Linked DNA regions of Mus musculus: all the other regions are linked to region 1. The links are chromatin contacts, called in public HiChIP or PLAC-seq, Micro-C and promoter capture Hi-C maps. All regions are on one chromosome and are shown on one strand. The core of a region is the stretch at or near the end of the contact, and the rest is flanking DNA. Distances in the headings are between cores, read along the strand shown. Region 1 holds the start of Fam210b (family with sequence similarity 210, member B). Region 2 holds the start of Vapb (vesicle-associated membrane protein, associated protein B and C). Region 3 has its middle 130 kb from the start of Gm35033. Region 4 holds the start of Gnas (GNAS (guanine nucleotide binding protein, alpha stimulating) complex locus). Region 5 holds the start of Npepl1 (aminopeptidase-like 1).

Region 1 (2,700 bases), core at 116-2,615:
CTCACAATCCTAGATAGCCGCTGACCTTTTTGGGGGGGGGGGTCCAGAATTTTGCCTGTGAACTTTGCATTCTCTGAAGATGAAATCCTCCTGCATGTTGTGTTTGTGGCTGGAATTTTCCATTTGGCAAAGCAGTCCTGAGACTTGTCCCTAGGATGAAGGTGTTCACGCCTTACTTTAAAAAAATTTTTTTATTATTATTGCATGGGAGGGAGCATGTGTACAGGCCAGAGGAGCACTTTGTGGAGACTGTGGCTCTCTCCCCCCACCTCCCAGCCCCCACCCCCACCTTGCCTGGGCCCCAGGGTGGAACTCAGCTTGGATAGCAAGTGATCCACAGATGGAAGTTCCATTCTCCAGCTGACAGATATCTGGACTGCCCTGCTATGAGTATTGCTGTCTTCTGAGCATGTGTGTAGGACAGGTTCTCCTGGGGTCGAGGCTGGCCTTGAACTCTTAATCCTTCTGTCTCAGCCTCCTGGGTGCTTGAGTTACAGATCTGCACCACCATGTCAAGATAACAGTTTACTATTATTTCTTTAAGTTATAAGAACAGAAGGGTTAATTTTGGCTCATGGGCCTAGAGGTCCAAGGTAGAGGGGCCACATCTAATGCCAGCAACGCCTTCCTGTGGGCCCAAGTCCCCAGGCAGTGCATAGTCACCAGGTAAGAGAGAGTGCCCTCTTGTCAGATTTTAGTCCGACAGAAATGTGAGTCTTTGCTTCTCTTGAGACACTATGGGAGCGGAGTTGCTGACCAACCTGGTTTGTGTACTTTTAACTATCTGTGAAAGTACAAAACTTTTCTCCACAGTGGCTGCTTTCATGTTCACAGCCGCGATATAGTAGGCTCATTTAGAGGGCTTCTTCAAGTGAGAGTTAACCTCTATAGTTCCTTTCTTCTTTAAAGCATTCACGTAAGCATCAGTCTTCCAGGTTTCACCCATTCGGCTGAGAGGAAAAACAAAGAATGCATTAGCCCTCGCTTGAAACAGCCGCCAGCCGCGCTCCACAGTCCGGAAACTCAAAATCCTGGAAAGTTCTGAGAAAATGCATTCCACAAAGAACTGGCCTGAGGTCCTGAGAACTAGGCTGATAGACTTGGCAGGTCCCCAGCCCCGCCCACTCCGCTTCAGGAGGCGGAACTTAGCCAAGGAAGCGGGGCTGAGGGGCGGGAACAAAAGAGAGCGAGCGTCTCCAGATGCCCCACCCACTCATGGATAGGCTGCTTCTGCGGAGGGCGGAGCTGTTGGGTGGAGCCCAAAACCTGCGCTCCGCTATAGAGCCCCGCCTATCCCACGCTCAGCTCCGCTCCGGGGGCGGGCCCTAAAGGTGTTGGGGCGGGGCCTGTCGGGGGGTGGAGCTCGAGGCCCCGGTCTCGGCCCCGCCCACCGCGCTGTGTTGGAGCTGATTCCCGAGTGGGCACACTGGAGCTGCGCTCGCGGCGCGCCATGGCCGGGCTGTTGACGCTGCTTGGCCCGGCAGGAAGAGTGAGCACCCGGCTGCGGCCCCTGGCCCCTTGGCTCCTGGGAACCGCCACCTCCTGTGCTCCACCGCTCTGGGCCTTAGCCTTGTCCCATCCGGTTCCGGACGCCCGACTGCTGCGCACGGCCCGCGGGGACTGTCTCAGCCGCCAGGTAAGACTCCCCACAGCCACTCGGACCCTGATCCCCAAGTGGCCGGAGCGCCGTGCCAGGGCCAGCCCCAATGGACAATTTTTACATTGCACCTGACCGAAACGGGTCACCTCCGGGGTCCCTGAGTTCTCAGATTCCTAGAATCCGAGAAAAATCTCTTTCAGTTAGCAGCCGGAGAAACTGAGGCTAGGAGTGGAATGGTGCGCTGCCCAAGGTCATGGAGTCGCCCGCCGAGCCCCAGTTTCGAAAGCCAGAACAGTGGCGTTACCGAGCCGATCGCAAGGGGCCTGAATTCTATATGAACTTCCAGTCCGGCCCCTGGACTTGTTCCTTTTGAAGTTCAGTTGAGGCCTGGGCACTGGGCCCAGGAGGCGGCATCGCCGGTGCCGCCGGTACATCTACCGCTTCCCTGTGCTCCTTGCGCCACCCTTTTATCTAGCTGGAAGAGCAGGCTCAGAGCAGGCAGTCCATCCCGTTTTGTTGTGGTTACTTGCCCTGAGTGCTCAGAGTGAAAACCAGCTTCCATTCAGACAGCAGCATATCTCAAGTAGGTCTCAAAAAAAAAAAAAAAAAAAAAAAAAAGCAGGAGTTCAGAAGTAGTAGATCGGAAGCGTCGAGGTCTGGGGGAGTCTGAAAGAAAGATCACTGCCATGAATCGGGCAGTTCTGAGTACTGTCTGCTCCCGTGGCTTTTCAGTTAGGGATTGGTCGCTTTCCTTGAGTGCCGAGCACAATGATGGAAGGACTTCCTTCCCCTCTCTCCTGCCTGACAGACAGGACACTGGCCTCAGCTCTGCTCCTGAGCACAAGTCAGGATACTCACAGCGTACCGTGCTTCAGGGCACCGCATAGCTTCCCTCTCCTCCAGAAAGTCTTCCCTGACTACCAGTAGTGTGCCCCCCCGCCCTATACTGTCTCTTCTCTAGCGCTCAGATCTTAGCTGCCTTCACGATCTGGTACAACCTCTCACCTTGTTCTGCCACATCAGCCCTGTTGGTAGCCTAACCCTAACCCTAACCCTAACCTTAAACACACACTCTGCCTTGACAGGTGTGTTTACAGCAA
Region 2 (2,700 bases), core at 16-2,515, 1.4 Mb after region 1:
AAACTAGACTGAGGGAAACCTGAGTTTCCTTTAAAAGCACAAGGCGTATAATGGAGCAGTGGGTGACTATGATGAACTGAAGCCCTAAAATCTCAAGAAAGCAGAACAAAATGTCATAAAAGCTAGACTTTCATAGATTCAGTACACATGAAGCAGTAGTAGCAGAACACAAGGAAAGAACAGATGGAGAGGAAAACAATCCTGAAGAGCAAGAAATGAGAGGCCAAAAGAAACAGTACATCTAATGGGAAAACCAACGTAAAGCAGCAGAAATAAACCCAGGTACACCAACAAATACAATAAGTATAAATGGATTAGATGCACAAGCTAAAAGACAAAGACTACCCCTTGGAAACTTTTATTATGAAAATAACTTCAGGTGTATAGAACATGGGAAGTACATGAACAACATGGATATTCCTGCCATATAGAGTCATGTGTACTCTTCACACGAATGTTTGATGAGGAGGCTATGAAGGTCTATTTTACATAGTATACGTTACACAATGAAATACTAGTCACGTGCCAATGGGAACATACAGGGCTTATTTTGGGTATCAGACAGAGCTAGGCTCTCAGTTACTTTTAGTCATGTGATTTATGTGTGTAACTAATTTATTCTCTCAGTGAGGTCCTAGCACGGTGTGAAGCAGGTCGTTTTCTGGTTATTGTATTTCTAAATATTTCTTGCATAAACAAGTAATGCTATCAGCAAATGGTTCAGTGCAGCGCTTTGCGGTTTGGTAAACACTGAATGCAGAATAGCTTTTATTTATGACAGTTACTGAAAGCATTCAGCGGAGTGGCACGAAATAAGCAAACAATAATTGCCAGTTTATTATATTTATAATTGTTATTTATGAACTGTCACAAGGCCTGGCACATATCACTAACCCGTAAACATTGTGTTTGTAAGAATAATAAGTACTTTATTATATTCAGGCTCAGTAGAGCCTGGCACCACACGTGCGGGAAGAAAGTGGAAGTTTATTCTTGTTAATTATTATTATTAAGTAAAGCACTTAACAACAGTTCTCCCCGCAGGCGCTTACTGAACAGTCTCACTGGAGACCGCCCCTCCTCCCAAGCCTCGAGAGGCCACGCCCCCTGTCTCGGAAGCTCCGCCCTCTACCGCCCGGTCTGTGCCTGCGCAGTGGCCCTGAACACCCTGCGCATGCGCAGTCTCCCTTTTGTCGCTGGAGCCGCTGGCCACTGCCGGAGCCCGGCATCTGCTACGTACGTGCGTACGTGCGTGCGTCGGGGCGTGCGTGGGTACGTCGTGCGTGCCGTGAGCTCGCCCGGCACCGCGGCCTCGCCCTCCGCCCCTGCGCCCCGCCACCCAGGCCGCCGCCCCCCGCCCGCGCCGTCGCCCCCGACGGGGAGGACCATGGCGAAGGTGGAACAGGTCCTGAGCCTCGAGCCACAACACGAGCTCAAGTTCCGAGGTAAGCGGCCGGCCGGCCCGGGAGCTGTCACTCAGCGGCCGGTGCCGGAAGGGACGCGCCCTGAGGGCAGGACACTGTCCGCTTGAGGCCCGCATGCACCAGGCGTCTAATGCATGCATGTGGAGTCAGTGCATGGAAACGGTTTGCCTGAGTACCCTTCCATCAGCTCCCCCGAGGCAGCGAGCTGCCGGGGTTACAGCCCACGAAGCCCGTGCACACTTTCTGTGTAGTACACTTTCTGTATACATCTGTGTGTAAAGGTGCATGCCCAGGTGATTAAAAAGGTGCACGTAGACAAATATATATGCATGGTATACGCATGTTATAGATAGTGTGTATACATACATGTGCGTACATATATGTACATACACACACACAAGTGTGTGTGTATGTACACATGAATGTTTCCATTCACTAATTTTAAGGGCCACGAGGCAACAGGGTCCATGCCCAGCCTGTTCCTTGCTTCGTTGCATGTTTGAGTCATGAGATTGGGCACAGGAGGCCTATAAAGTTCAACAACCAGTAAGCAAGATGGCAGAATACAGTGGTAAGCACTAGGAGGAAGAGGAAGAAACTGGACTCTATGAAGGTGTACTTGAGGTTGGCTGATATGATCCTCTGTGTATTGCCCACGTGTAGCCCACAGCTGGCACACACGATTTTGGGTGGCCGAGAGTCACCCGTTTCTCCACCGCTGGGAAGTAACGTAGGATCACAGCTCTTATCTAGTTGTCGCATTTGAGTTCTGATTTCAGACGTTCAGATACTTAGCCACTGTACCCACAGACTCTTGGGAAATGCTTCAGATCTGTGGCTGTTCACCTTGCCTTCCAGGTTCAGAGTGTGCAGTGTGACTCTTACAAGGAAGCAGAGGCCGTCCAGTCAACCTGAAAACAAAAACCTTAGGCAGCCTAACACAGGGCTGTGGAGATGGTTCACCGGATAAAGAGCTTGCTGTCAAGGCTGAGGACTTTAGTTCAATCCCTGAGTCCCACATGGTCAAAGGAGAGAACCGACTTGTGCACATTGTCCGCTGACCCCAACAGGTGCAGCCTGGCACACTTGTGAACAAACACACAGACACATACACAAAAAAATTTCAATAGAAGCATCGACTTAAATGTGGACCCTCGTCACCAGAGGTTCCCCCACTTATCGGGATCCCACTTGTTAGCGACAAGGAAGTGGTGTCCGTTTGGTAGTGACTATTTGGAATTTCGAATGCTGAGTCTTTTTCAGGTTACAGTGGTGC
Region 3 (2,700 bases), core at 5-2,504, 1.4 Mb before region 1:
TTGGGGCTGGCTTACAGGTTCAGAGGTTCAGTTCATTCTCATCATGGTACAAGCATGGCAGCATCCAGGCAGACATGGGGCTGGGGAAGGAGCTGAGAGTTCTACATCTGGATCAGGAGAGAGAGAGAGAGAGAGAGAGAGAGAGAGAGAGAGAGAGAGAGAGAGAGCAGGCCATTGGGTCAGGCTTAAGTTTCTGAAAGGTCAAACACACACACACACACACACACACACACACACACACAATGACATACTTCCTCCAACCAGTCTATACCTATTCTAACACAGTCCTAATCCTTTTAAATAGTGCCACTCCCTATGAGACTCTGGGTGCCATGTCATTCAAACCACCAGAGTCACCAAGCATAGTCTTGACTGATCCTGTGGGCATTTCTTTCGGTTGTGTTCAGCAAACACGATCCTGACAATCCTGTTTCAGGTATGAGCACGCACATCACAGTCTCTCAGTGTGTAGGCTTCTGTTGATATGGTTTTACGTGATTGTCCAGGGCTCTTTCCGTCGGCACGCAGAAGTAAAGGAGCTGGGTTTAGCATGGTTTAGAGGCCAATATATTGACAATTTATGCATACTGTCAGACGATCAAATACAACCTGGATTTTATTTCTCACACTAATGCAAAGACACAATAAATAAAAATGTCATGCCTTTTCCTGTAGGAAGGGCCTGGGGAGCACTGGATTTTATAAGCGGTGAAGGTCACTTGCTGTCCATATCTTTTTCATCGCTAAAGGAATTTTTCTCATTTCTTCTTGTTCATTGCTCATTTTTCCTCTCCAGAGTTTCCCATCTGTGGTTAAAAGGATACATACCTACATTCAAAGGAATTTGTGGTGTGTGTGTGTGTGTGTGTGTGTGTGTGTGTGTGTGTGTGTGAGAGAGAGAGAGAGAGAGAGAAAGAGAGAGAGAGAGAGAGAGAGAGAGAGAGAGAGAGAGAGAGAGAGAGAAGATTCAAAAGCTTTTGGCATCTGGACTCCCACATGACTTTAAGAAGTCCTATAATTTCTTTCTCTTGGTTTCAGCTTTACACAATGGCTTGATCAATTAATGTTTTGCACAAACAACGAGGAGAATGCCCATTGTAAAGCAGGCACTTTCTTAAAGAGGCAACAGTTTCGGGATTACAGGCATATATGTGCATATGGACTGGTGGGGCCCAGCGTCTGGCACACACTTGCTACCCAGGGGACACTGTTTTCATTACTTTAGCTGTGAGCTCCCAGCCTCCTGCACAGCACTCTTCCCTCCCCTCTTGCCGGGCAGAGTTATGAAAGCAGCTTCCTTGCAGAATGGAGTTCTCTATGGTGTGTGCAAAAGCAATCCTTTCTACCTGAATTTAATTAAGACCCAGGGCTCCTTCTCCCGGCCATTACAGCGCTATCTTGGCCTCCCTCTTCTAATGATTTTGTTCTGTATAACTGTTTGTAAAACTCATTCTCCAAACACTACAAGAAGAGCACTTGGCACTTCTATTAATTCAAAGACCCATTTAACCAGCCCTCATTGTAAGAACCATCGGAATTTCACACGGGGCTTATTTTTTTTGTTGTTGTTGTTGCTGCGGAGATTTTTTTTTTCTGCCCAGCCTTACGGTAACTCCTTTGTATGTTCCTGTGTGAAGAAAGCAATTGGTTATTAGAAGAATGCGTATTTACTCATTCTATTACACTGTGCCACATCAGAGCACATGGAGATTTTGTGGTTTGTTATAAAAGTGTCAAATATAATTTATATGTAAATAACCTATGCAAAGGGTTCCTTGTTATTTTTTTTTTTCCTACTCATGCAGAAAATGCCCACAGAGTGAATTGAGACAGGCAGAATGATAGATCCCACGGTGGCAAGAAAACGCGTGTATGCGAAGTTGCCAGAGGGAAGAAGAAAAGATTTCCCTTGGATCAACATATTTAGATTCTGTATAAGAAATAGGAGGGCTTCTCTTCTTTAGGAGGCAGAGACATATGGCCCATCCCCTCCGGCTCTGGATAAGTTCGTTTCCAACCTGTTTCTCCATGCCTGGGACAGAAGTTACAGAGGCACTGCTTGGGGTGGGTGACAGGAGGCAGGATTAGTAAGCAGCGGGGCTTACAGAAGAACGGGAGCCTGTGCTGCTGGGGAGGTGTGGGCTTGTTGGGGAAGCCGACACAAAGATGAAAGTGGGGCCGAAAACCTTAATCCAGACTGGGAGGTGGCAATTCAGGGAATATCCAGCTTGTCCCTGACCAGGTCTTCCATCGAGCAGTGCGAGTAGACTGGGTGGATCTTCCACCTTTACCTGGGAAGGGGTCACACATGGACCAGTGTGGTTTTTCCCTTTCTGGCTTTTCCATCAGTATTTGCATGCAGTGTTGGAAAATGTACCCGCTGTGCCATCCCTCAGATGCAGAGGGTGCTACGAACTGTTCATTTGCTGTACACCCACCTTGCCACCCCTGAGATGAACTGCAGAGTGCGCTATGAACTGCTCATCTGCTGTACACCCGCCATGCCATCCCTGAGAAGAACTGCAGAGGGCGCTATGAACCGCTCATCTGCCGTACACCTGCCATGCCATCCCTGAGATGCAGAGGGTGCCGTGAACTGCTTATCTGCTGTATTCCCACATTAACTCTGCCCAACAGGAATGATGCCTTGGGTGCTGGCAGCGATAAATGCAGAGACTGCCTTCATCTCAGTATCCATGG
Region 4 (2,700 bases), core at 81-2,580, 2.0 Mb after region 1:
AGGTTTTCTAGTCTGCGAGACCACCCTAAATGGGCCATCAACTACACCCCAAATCTCCTTTTGCCTTTACCCAGAAGACAGAAGTACAAGACCTGAGCTAGGTGGGGGGTCTTCCGGTAAGCCTTAAGCCCCCTCCCCTATTTGCACGAAAGCGGCAAACATGAATAACTCCTAAGGGGGCTTTGCTTGATTTTCTGCAGTGCACTGCTGAGACCTTTATTTCTACTGCATCACCGTCCATATAAACAGAGCAAGCCCTGACTACAACACACTATACCACTGTTGAGAGCTCCGAGGTGTAATGGGGATGGGGGACATTGAAGGGATTTGCTGGAGCCATCCCCAACAAACAGCAAACATAAACATTAAAAAAAGAAAAAAAAAGGAAAAAAAAGAAATAAAGAAAAGTACCCTAGAGCATTTACGAAACAAATTGCGTGTTTACATTCGGCACTTCCTCACCCTGTCTCTACCCTTCCGGTGGGCTCACGACCACCTGTCGCATTTGTGTGTGTGTGTGCCTCTACCCCTTTCCTTGTATCCTAAAGCCTCCATTTCCTGACTTGGAGATGAGTATGGGTAATTGCCTGAGTGTGGGGTCCTTAGATAAGGAATTTACCGCATACTGGGGTAATCTGGGGTGATAAAGCCCTCCTGCAGTCCCTCCTCCCCTCGAGAAGAATCAGATGGGGAGGGAGGCTTTCAGCGTCTGTACTCTAACAGACCAATGCCCACGTCTTGCGTCACGTGTCCCAGCAACGCAAGAGAGCTCGCTCGCTCTCTGGCCAGGGAAAAAGCGAGCTAGAGAGACTCGGAATCAGTCCGGGAGAGGAGAGGACGGAGCCGAACGTCCCTACAAGGCCTCCGCTCATCAGCCCCCTTACCCAAAGTCGGGAGCAGCCGGCACCGGGAGCCAGCTCCCGGAGCCGGCTCAGCACTGAGACCTGCGTCCTCTGGCGGCAGAGAAAGAGTTCTATTTACGATTTTCGAGACGAATCGGCACGCTCTTAAATGCCAAGAAGGCGGAGCTAAAGTACAGCAAAGTACGAAGAGAGAACAGAAAAGTTCCTAAAGTTGTTGGCCGACCACAGCCCGAAGGGGTAAGTGTAACTAGGAAGGTGACAGACTTCACCAGCAAGAGATGACTCACTTCAGCCATGGTCCTGGGTTCTAGCCCCTGATTATCTATCCTTACAAAGTTTGGAAACTGAGGCTGGAGAACTTTCCAACAAAAATTTGAATTTTTTAAAAAAAAATTTTTTTTCACCCTAGTTTGGCTGGGTGCTCCGTCTTACGGGGCCCCAAATTTATTTTGAAAAGTCGCCACCGTGTTATGGGCATGTTCAACTGCCTCCACGGCAATAATATGTCAGGACAACACGATATCCCCCCTGAAGTCGGGGAGCAGCCCGAGCAAGAACCTTTGGAAGCCCCAGGGGCAGCTGCCCCCGGTGCTGGGGCTGGCCCAGCCGAAGAAATGGCGACCGAACCGGACTCCGAACCGTCTAACAATGAGCCCGTCCCCGACGAGACTGGCAGTGAGATCAGTGGACCCCCAGAAGACTCCAAATCTGACATCCAAAGCCCCTGCCAGGCCTTCGAGGAAGTCCGAGTGGGTGGAGACTACAGCCCACCTCCGGAGGAAGCCATGCCATTCGAGACACAACAGCCCAGCCTGGGAGATTTCTGGCCCACCCTGGAGCAGCCAGGACCATCTGGGACCCCATCAGGCCTCCAAGCCTTCAACCCAGCGATTTTGGAGCCCGGGACCCCCACTGGCGCGAGCCCAGGCCTGGGAGCCTATACCCCCCCACCAGAAGAAGCTATGCCATTTGAGTTCAACGAGCCTGCCCAGGGAGACCATAGCCAGCCTCCCTTGCAAGTCCCAGACCTTGCGCCAGGAGGTCCGGAAGCATTGGTCCCCAGAGCTCTTCCCGCGGAGCCCGGGAACATCAGATTTGAAAACGCTGGCTTCCGAGAAGACTACAGCCCTCCCCCTGAAGAATCTGTGCCATTTCAGGTCGGTGGAGAAGAATTCGGGGGCGATAGCCCACCCCCAGGACTCCCGCGAGTCATCCCACAAATCGGCATTGGCGGCGAGTTCCCGACAGTCGCGGTCCCGAGTGCGCTCTGCCTCGCTCCCGCCGAGAACGCGCCTCCCCTCTGGGTCCGAGGCGCCATTGACAGACCATTCCGCGAGGCTGTCAGATCTCCTCCTAACTTCGCATGCGACAGCCCCCCGATGGAGATCACCAGACCCCTGCTTGAGATTGGCAGAGCCTCCATTGGGGTCGACGACGACACCGCTGTCAATATGGACAGCCCCCCAATCGCAAGTGATGGCCCGCCCATCGAAGTCTCGGGAGCCCCAGATAAGAGCGAGTGCGCAGAGAGACCCCCAGTTGAGCGAGAAGCAGCCGAGATGGAAGGAAGCCCTACCACCGCCACTGCGGTGGAAGGAAAAGTCCCCTCTCCGGAGAGAGGGGACGGATCTTCCACCCAGCCTGAAGCAATGGATGCCAAGCCAGCCCCTGCTGCCCAAGCCGTCTCTACCGGATCTGATGCTGGAGCTCCTACGGATTCCGCGATGCTCACAGATAGCCAGAGCGATGCCGGAGAAGACGGGACAGCCCCAGGAACGCCTTCAGATCTCCAGTCGGATCCTGAAGAACTCGAAGAAGCCCCAGCTGTCCGCGCCGA
Region 5 (2,700 bases), core at 16-2,515, 1.8 Mb after region 1:
AACATGCAGTTGCTGTAAAAACTCTTTTTCGAGAAAATAAGATCCAATTAGTGTTGACTTCTGCGTCAGGAAAGCCAGAGTTTCAAAGGAATCCCCTCTGCTCATTCAGCTACTGCCGTCTTCAGGGCTGGCCTGCTCTGGGCTGTTTGATGGAACCTCCAAAGCTGAAGAAATCCATACCATAGATGGCTTGTAGGTGGGGACATAAGGTGGGTGGTGCCTGCAGGGTCAGTGGAATGGAGAGCTATGTGATGAAACTGGCTTTGGTAGGGTTTTTTTTTTTTTTTTAATGTTTTATTTAATTCATTCTCTCTCTCTCTCTCTCTCTCTCTCTCTCTCTCTCTCTCTCTCTCTCTCTCTGTGTGTGTGTGTGTGTGTGTGTGTTTAAGTCGGTGTGAGTGGGTACCTCTTAGTCAACCTCTTAGTCAATGGACACATTTTGGATACTGGTTTGCACCTTCCAGATACGGGACTAGAACTCTGGTCCTCAGGCGCTGCAATAAGTGTCTTTTCTCGCTCAGCCATCTTGTTTTGCTAGTTTTAAAGGCTGATAACAGAGAAGAAATGTAGATTAAAAGTGACATATAAGACTGGAGGTCACAGCCGGGCGTGGTGGCGCACCCCTTTAATCCCACTTGGGAGGCAGAGGCAGGAGAATTTCTAAGTTTGAGGCCAGCCTGGTCTACAGAGTGAGTTCCAGGACAGCCAGGGCTACACAGAGAAACCCTGTCTTGAAAAAAAAAAAAGGAAGAAGACTGGAGGTCACTGAGCTCTAGCCCCAGGCCTGGAGTTGTCAAAACCTGGGCAGTGTAGGGTAGCAGCTGACTCCTTTCAAATGACTTCCTATAAGCTCCCAACACTGCTGTCTTTTCCTCTCCAACACAGGTGACAAAGTGCAGAGGCAGCTTGCGCCCACTGCTGAATGGTGACCTTTCTGGCGAGCGTTAGGCCGAGGAGGCGGCCTACGCGGAATAAAGGGGGGATCCGAGTGCCTAATTGTCAGGCCACTGCAGTAGCCACGGCTGTCCCTGGCAAGTGAGGCTTCCTCGAGTCCAGGAACCTACTGCCAGCCGGGCCAGGGCAGTAGCCAGAGCTGGAGCGCTTCCAGGGGCTCGCGCGCCACTTGCCCCCCAACGGAGGCCCGGAAGGCGCAGTACGGCCCGCGCCCCGCCTCCGCCGGCGCCCCCTCGCGCCCCGGGTGGGCCCTGCAGGGCGGCGCGGCCCGGAGGCGGCGGGGAAGGCGGGGCGCCGAGGCCGGGCGGGCCGGGGCGGCGCCGAGCCGGGCCGGAGCAGGGCGCAGGGTGCTGGGCGGCCCGGCCGGGGTCGTGGGGGGGAAGATGGCGAGCGTGGGGCTGCAGTTCCAGGCCAGCGCCGGGGACGCGGACCCCCAGAGCCGGCCCCTGCTGCTGTTGGGCCAGCTGCAACACCTGCACCGCGTGCCCTGGAGCCACGTCCGCGGGAAGCTGCAGCCCCGGGTCACCGAGGAGGTGAGCGGGCCGCGGCCGCCATGCGCCTGCCAAGCCCAGGCCCTGGGCCACGGGCCCCGCCTCGCCCGCGCGCCCCGCCGGGCCCAGGGCGCAGGCCCGCGACAGGCCTAGCCGTCTGTCCCCAAGGCCCTGGCTGCAGCGAGGCCCGGCCTGTGTCGCCGGCCTGCCCGGGCCGAGCCACCTGCTTCCGCGCCTCTGGGCCGGGCCCTGCAGAAGGCCCAGTGGCGGCTTTCCGCGTGGCCTCTGGCCTCGAGACCCGCTTCCATGGCCACTAGCCAGGGCCCAGGAGCCGGGCCTCCAAGTGTTTGAAGCAGAGGGTCCCCAGACAGGCCTTGCCAGCGCGAGGCGCAGTCCCACGAGGGTGGTAGGGTACCAGAGAGCCACACATGCCTGGTGGCAGCGGCTAGGGTGCCTTAGACAAGCAGGCGTGGCCCGCAGGGCGCATCTAGCCACACAGCACACGTGTTGAAGCCCGGTCCGTCTCATATCTCCTTTCTAATCCAGCTCTGGCAGGCAGCTCTGGCCACGCTCAACCCCAACCCCACAGACAGCTGTCCTCTCTACCTGAACTGCGCCACAGTGGCAGCTCTGCCTTCTAGGGTGAGCCGGCATAACAGCCCGTCCGCAGCCCACTTCATCACCAGGCTCGTGAGAACCTGCCTGCCTCCTGGAACCCACCGGTGTATCCTGGTGAGTGCTGGGCCGGTGAGTGTACCCCAGCCCGTGGCCCACCTCAAGCACAGCAGGCTGGCCCGTGTGATCTCCCATTCTAACCCTTCAACCACCGAGTGATTTACACCGGATCGGTTTGCGTGACAAATCAGAGATGCCAGCCTAGATTTATTGAGGCCTGGGCTTATGTCTGTGCCCTGCTCATCTGTCTGGGAAAGAGTGGACAACATCTGGTGGCAGACATTTTTCTCACGCAGCCTCAGGTTACTGGGGGGGCACAGCCGTCTGGGTTTGTAGAGCTGCTATTGGGAGAGTCCTGGTGGTGTCCCTTTGTGGCTTCAGCCCCACCTTGCTTCTCTCTCACTACAGATGGTCTGCGAACAGACTGAGGTTTTTGCCTCTGCCTGTGCCTTGGCACGGGCCTTCCCACTCTTCACACACCGCTCAGGGGCATCCCGGCGCGCAGAGAAGAGGACAGTCATGGTGGAGTTCTTCCTGGTGGGACAAGACAATGGCCCAGTGGAAGTGTCCACCTTGCAAG

What was found. Promoter capture Hi-C pulls out the DNA fragments that hold promoters and counts their contacts. A called contact is a pair of places that touch in the nucleus more often than the background predicts. HiChIP or PLAC-seq counts read pairs in DNA pulled down with a chosen protein or histone mark. Capture Hi-C pulls out chosen DNA fragments and counts their contacts.
Region 2: a promoter capture Hi-C map of erythroid cells shows a contact between it and region 1, with 21 times the contacts expected there. The contact joins the promoter of Vapb here to the promoter of Fam210b in region 1. A contact is called at or near these places in 1 of 39 promoter capture datasets (erythroid cells) and 1 of 484 Hi-C or Micro-C datasets (CD4 T cells).
Region 3: an H3K4me3 HiChIP or PLAC-seq map of embryonic forebrain shows a contact between it and region 1, with 8 times the contacts expected there. The contact joins the enhancer-like site here to the promoter of Fam210b in region 1. A contact is called at or near these places in 5 of 484 Hi-C or Micro-C datasets (cerebral cortex, cortical neurons, frontal cortex and 2 more), 5 of 115 datasets of contacts at active chromatin or transcription factors (differentiating embryonic stem cells, embryonic forebrain, embryonic hindbrain and 2 more) and 1 of 9 other capture datasets (adipose tissue).
Region 4: a contact with region 1 is called in a Micro-C map of the G1E-ER4 cell line. The contact joins the promoter of Gnas here to the promoter of Fam210b in region 1. A contact is called at or near these places in 2 of 484 Hi-C or Micro-C datasets (both in the G1E-ER4 cell line).
Region 5: a contact with region 1 is called in a promoter capture Hi-C map of liver, with 4 times the contacts expected there. The contact joins the promoter of Npepl1 here to the promoter of Fam210b in region 1.

Annotation. Positions count from the first base shown.
Region 1 is chr2:172,344,212-172,346,911 of GRCm38.p6, forward strand. It overlaps Fam210b (family with sequence similarity 210, member B), which reads left to right and starts at 1,366. Exons shown (of 3, transcript NM_025912.4): 1 at 1,366-1,636. The coding sequence starts at 1,451.
Region 2 is chr2:173,736,306-173,739,005 of GRCm38.p6, forward strand. It overlaps Vapb (vesicle-associated membrane protein, associated protein B and C), which reads left to right and starts at 1,266. Exons shown (of 6, transcript NM_019806.5): 1 at 1,266-1,445. The coding sequence starts at 1,388.
Region 3 is chr2:170,901,052-170,903,751 of GRCm38.p6, forward strand. No RefSeq gene overlaps it. Among named protein-coding and RNA genes, the nearest start is that of Gm35033, 130 kb to the left of the region's middle. Within about 2 kb of position 1,255, at least 7 of the 459 cell types and tissues checked have an H3K27ac peak or open chromatin away from gene starts, as enhancers often do. A contact at or near this core is called in embryonic forebrain, where this site is marked.
Region 4 is chr2:174,296,529-174,299,228 of GRCm38.p6, forward strand. Gnas (GNAS (guanine nucleotide binding protein, alpha stimulating) complex locus) reads left to right here and starts at 1,331. Exons shown (of 12, transcript NM_010309.4): 1 at 1,331-2,700. The coding sequence starts at 1,334.
Region 5 is chr2:174,109,086-174,111,785 of GRCm38.p6, forward strand. It overlaps Npepl1 (aminopeptidase-like 1), which reads left to right and starts at 1,266. Exons shown (of 12, transcript NM_213733.2): 1 at 1,266-1,487; 2 at 1,992-2,177; 3 at 2,529-2,699. The coding sequence starts at 1,338.